Linked DNA regions of Mus musculus: region 1 is linked to region 2. Evidence: chromatin contacts called from public Hi-C data. All regions are on one chromosome and are shown on one strand. Each heading gives the region's core, a stretch centred on a gene start, on an enhancer-like site or on the middle of the called end of the contact. The rest is flanking DNA. Distances are from core to core; before and after follow the strand shown. Region 1 has its middle 100 kb from the start of Armc1. Region 2 has its middle 41 kb from the start of Gm30789.

Region 1 (2,724 bases), core at 41-2,540, 380 kb after region 2:
CCAGAAACGACATGGAAAGCCACTTCTGGTTTCCAGTGGAGCAGTAGAAAGGTTTGGCTTTTCAGAGGCTCCTGGGAGCTACTGGGTGAAGAGAGAGATAGTGGGCAGGCAGGAGGGCCATGAGGAATGGCTGCAGTCCTAGAAACACAGTGCAGAGCTCCGAGGCAGACGGTGCTGTATACACAGGCTCTCCCAGGCCGTTCTCTTCGCTGTTCTTCCCATGCCCTATCTTTTAAGTTTCTTCTGCTTCTCTACTCAGCCTTTTAGGAGGTCTCTCAGAGCCAGTTACAGTGTGAATGCCTGCAGCCTCAGCCATGCTAGAGGCTGCTGCAGAAGGATCAGTTGAGCCCAGGGTTTTAAGGCTGGTCTTGGCAAATAGTGAGGTCTCATCTCTAAAACAAAAAAATGTCTTCATTCCTTGGAGCCATACTAGGGAGATGCACTATCAGGAAACACTGCCAAGGTCACTTTCAATACGCATACAGAATCTCTGTCGTTGTGTGCTTTCTCCATCTGCTCCAGGCTGACCCTGTTCAAACACCATCTCCCCATCTCATGAGAAGGCCTTACCTGGACTCTCACTAGAACACAAAACTCCCCATGGCCTCTACTTTCCACTCTTCTTTGGGGCCCAGGTTCATTCCTTTGCCTATCAGCCTTCCCTACGCACTGAAGATCGTTCCCTGATGGTACTCATTGTCAATTTTGCTCAGCCACAAAAACAATTCACTCACCTGCCTCACTTGTCACCATTACTGACTGCAGAGTTCTTCCTTCTGCCCTGACTACTTAAACTTCACCAAGACACAATACTACAGCTATAGCAGACAGAAAGTGTGTAGATCCCCTTCATGTGCATGCTACTCACAAGACCATAACATTGCTGTTTGCTAAGTCACAAGGCACTTGGAACCTTAATGTTGCCTTAGACACCAAACACACAATGGGAGTACAGTCTACTCTACAACACTTCCAGCAATTAAAGCCAGAACACAAACAGATGCTTTTGTGTGAACATTGGAGTGTAAAGAGAGCTTTTTCTAAGCGTGATAAATAACAACAAAAGGCCGCTCAGCGCACAGAAGCACTGGGCCACAGCACTGAGTACAGGAATCCAGAGAGTTGAAAACGAGCTCTGTAAGTTCTGAGCCTTGACATCTTGGATCTGAATTTCCGCGGGTGTGCTGAAAGGCTCTCTGAAAGGTTTGTGCCAGTGGCCTCCCGGAGTGGCTGGGATGAGAAAGGCCAGGAGCACCGCTAAAGGCGCCTGCCACAGTCACCAGCTGCATGAGGCCTGAGTGCCCCCAGGCAAACAGACAAGCTCCGCTGGACCGGCAGACAAGCAGTCTCAGAGGCCCTCTTCCCCTGCACAAAGCACTGCTTCCCCTACTTCAAACCCTCAGCTCCTTAAAACTCCCACACCATGGAGAAATCTAAGGAAAGCAGGGGTTCCCCGGAGAGCCCAGATTTCAGGCCTGCTGGCTGTGCAGATAAAAGCCAGCAAAGGAGTACCCTGCACCAGCGCCTGTCCAAGCTCCTAGAGACTTCCCTGTACGGATGGACAGCCCTTTCAAGGATGGAGGGAGTTCTCAAATTATCCCTGCTGTGGAGAAGCTGAACCTCTATGTGGCTAGCCAGCGGGGCCAAGTACCAACTTCACCTGACAATGTAAGAAAGAAAGGAGAGTTCCATTAACATGTTCTTGTTTGATATTCTCTGTCTACAACGTAATCGCTTGCTTTCATTAGTTATTTCACTGGTGGTTCCACATTTTGAAAAAAAAAAGAAAAAGAAAAAGGGAGTTAGATTTTAAGTACATAACTAAATACACAAAATCGTTTCCTTCGGCGTTTTTACCATAGCAAAAACAAAAAACAAAAACCTGCCACCTATCAGCAGCACCCCTGGAGAACTCCGTGTCACCAGCAGGGAACTCTGCACTTGTGGAAGATGCCTATGGCTGAGTGAAATTTAAACAGGAACTGCAGAGCAGTATCAGTGAAGTCTCCTTTTGTTTAAAGATATGCACCTTTATCTTGGTTTTGGAATAATCTCCAGAAGGATAGCTACAAGCTTCCCAGGGGAGATTGTGGGAAAGTGTATTTCCTGTTTTGTTCACTTCTGTATAAAAAACAAAACAAAAACAAAAACAAAAAAAAAAAAAGACTTTCAACAAGCATCCTATATTTATACAAACAAAAATCCATGTTCAGAGGGGTGTGTGTGTGTGTGTGTGTGTGTGTAAGTTCCTAAGCTGGGGAACAAAGAACTCTAATGTAACAAGTAGTGGATAACGATGTCTTATTTGTTACTATAGTATCTATAGAACATACTATTGTCACTTCATAAGAAGTTCATGACCCTAAAGTTAGAAAATCCAGGTCATTAACAGAAATGCAGCCTCTTTGCTTCAGTGGGGAAAAAACAAAACCCTGCCACAGTCTATTGTTAAGTCCTCACTGGGGAAACTTGAGAGCAGACCCCACAACGTGGGGTGTGAAGTGAGTCCAGGTGAGAACTGCAGAGGGACAAGTCCTCCACAGCCCAGTCTCCTCTGGCCCTCCCACTCTCTCCTCAAGGCTGGCCCTGATACCTACAAATCACTTCTTTCCCCCTTCCTTCCCCTTTAGCGGTGCTCCTGGCCTTTCTCATCCCAGCCACTCCGGGAGGCCACTGGCACAAACCTTTCAGAGAGCCTTTCAGCACACCCGCGGAAATTCAGAT
Region 2 (2,700 bases), core at 70-2,569:
GTCCAACTCCTTTCACCACGTGAGAGTAGGCTGTGTCATACTATTCCTCCTAAAGTAGTCACTGAGGAGCGAGACATGGTGCCGGTCACTGAAGAGCGACATGGGGCCAGAGAACAGCTGATCTTCTGATGGACCACACCACTAGGATACACTTCCCAATTTCTTTTGCAGTTAGTAGTGACTGATTCTAGCCAGTAGTTTAAGAGTAAAAGTAACCTCACAGAAATGCTACAGTCAACCTTGGTTATAAAATCTTCGCAATAAAGAACTTTCTTCCCTATTAGACACAAATACGCACATGGCTGCGAGAAATCGGCAAAGTCTCTGCCAGGCAAAATCCCAAGTCATTGTGTAGAACAAACTTTTCCACTCACTCAGAGCTGCCGCAGACAATCAATGGAGAGAAAAAATAAACATCTGGTGTATGAATGCCATTTATTATTTTTAGTCTATCATAGCAAGAAAATAAGTCCAAACTGTAAACAAAATACCTTTGTACCTTCTACATAGAAAACTAAAGGTTATTAAGAAACAAAATCAGATTCCATAAAAGTGAACATCCTTCCCTTTACTGTCATAAACAATTGCTTGACCTAAAACCCACTAAATATCCAAGGTCACTATATTCATTTTCGCTAAGTTGTTTTATAGCCAAATAAGATGTAGAAAAGGTGGAATGATAATTTATATGATGGATTTTTATCCTTTTTTCTTAAAAATGTGTATGAAAAAAACAAAAAACCCTAACTCTTCCCAAAACATCACCAAACTGCTAATTGATATTGAATTTGTTATGTCTACCCAAGACAGTTCTCACAACAAATTAACAACCTCATTTTATTTCTTTATTCCTACAGTTCTTTCCTGAGTCTTCTCCTAATTTCCCTCAAAGAGATCTTCCAATCTTTGTTACTTCCTATAAATTTAACTTAATATATCTAAGAAGAAGCAAAAATGCAACTGACATTTATACACACACACACACACACACACACACAAATCACCGTCCTGTGTTAGTAATGAAACTTCCAGTTAGCTTTCCCAACAGAGGAAAGCATTGTTTTGAGGGAAGAAGGTGTGTGTGTGTGTGTGTGTGTGTGTGTGTGTGTGTGTGTGTTTTCTCCTCAGTTTGTGATTTCATACTAAGAGGATTTGGTTTAGCTAGAGTACTTGGACCAGAAAATAAATGACTCCTGCTCATCCTGTAGGTGCCAACTATGTTCAAGCATGAGGGGTTGCTGGCCCACAGTGCCAGCATACAGCACCTTCGCAGGGAGGCCAAGGCCCTCATGCTCCAGCAGTACCAGACGGTGCTCCGATGAGCCGGGCTGCTTCTGGCAGGTGGTGGCACAGGAGGTAGTAAGTGAAAGCAGTTCAGCATAAACAGCTCCAGTGAAATACAAGAATAATACTCTGGCATCCTCAACTCATTTCCTCTCATTCATGACTCACAGTAAACACATATTCTGATGGGCAAATGGTAAAACCACCCCCAAGAAATGAAGATTCATCTCCAAACTCTGATGGAAGTTCTTGCTGATTGGAAAAGCTTTTTCCCTCAAGTCTGTTACGTCTGAACAAATAGGATAGTCTCCTCATTGACCTTGGAAGTCTGTCCCAGGCTGTTGGCCATTCTGGTCATCTTTTCTAGACCAGCTGCTGTCTCCATATTAATGGGGGGGGGGGGGGGTTGGAGCATTCCATGGGTCAGAAGAAGGTAATCTGTTCTGGGTCATTTCTAATCCATGGCAAGCCCAGGTGTACAGAATTGATTCAGCCAACAAGGAAAAAAGGGAGAGGGTGAAGAAGACAGAGAAACACAAAGACAGTGTTTAACACACCGCCACCACCACTCCTAACACAGCCATGGACAACTAACAGCTTAGAAATGTAAAATTGGCTAGTATTAAAAAGTCATTGTTTAACACACACACACATACTCACACACACACATGCACACACAGGTGTACATACACACCCTACAACACAACTACTAACAGTTCAGAGGTGTAAGATCTCCTACTAACAGATCAGAGGTGTAAGACTTGTATCTTTAGGATTGGAAGCATTGCACTCTATGAAGGGTGAACTGAGTTGACAGAGGTTCCTGACGGCTCTAAAGTGTATCTTACTGAAACTTGCTGAAAGATGAGAAGAGTTTATTATACTATACTCTTTAATTTTTTATAGAATTTAAAAATACCTATATGAAGGTTACAAAACAGGGTCTAGATTTGGCTTGGAGAGTAAACTGCTTGTCCAGACTTAAGCACAAGAACCTCCATTTGGATCCCTAGCATCCCTGTAAAAAGCCAGGCATACAGCACATGCCTGTAAGCCCAGCACAGGATGATGTAGGTAAAGATAGGGGGAGCCCAGGGCCTTGCCTGCCAGTGAGCCTATTTAAAAATCAATGAGCTCTGATTTCAGTGAGAGATTGTGTCTGTAAAACTATAGTGAGAAATAATTGAAGGAGATCCTGGACATCAACATTTGGCATCCACACATATGCGCATATGTGTGTGCACCCATGCACATACACACACAAGGAAAGTTACAAAAATAAAAGGTGAAACTTACCTAAATAAGTAATCAGTAAGTGTTACCAAGGATTTCTCTCCCATTTATGAATGTTTACAATTCTTGTCGTACTGTGATCTTCATCAGAACTCCTGATACCAACAAGTAAATTATCAACAG

The links. A called contact is a pair of places that touch in the nucleus more often than the background predicts.
Region 1: a Hi-C map of cerebellum shows a contact between it and region 2, with 4 times the contacts expected there. The contact joins two enhancer-like sites. A contact is called at or near these places in 2 of 484 Hi-C or Micro-C datasets (cerebellar granule neurons and cerebellum), 1 of 115 datasets of contacts at active chromatin or transcription factors (embryonic stem cells) and 1 of 9 other capture datasets (embryonic stem cells).

The regions. Positions count from the first base shown.
Region 1 is chr3:19,059,136-19,061,859 of GRCm38.p6, forward strand. No RefSeq gene overlaps it. Among named protein-coding and RNA genes, the nearest start is that of Armc1, 100 kb to the right of the region's middle. Within about 2 kb of position 1,291, at least 15 of the 459 cell types and tissues checked have an H3K27ac peak or open chromatin away from gene starts, as enhancers often do. A contact at or near this core is called in cerebellum, where this site is marked.
Region 2 is chr3:18,682,247-18,684,946 of GRCm38.p6, forward strand. No RefSeq gene overlaps it. Among named protein-coding and RNA genes, the nearest start is that of Gm30789, 41 kb to the left of the region's middle. Within about 2 kb of position 1,320, at least 4 of the 459 cell types and tissues checked have an H3K27ac peak or open chromatin away from gene starts, as enhancers often do. A contact at or near this core is called in cerebellum, where this site is marked.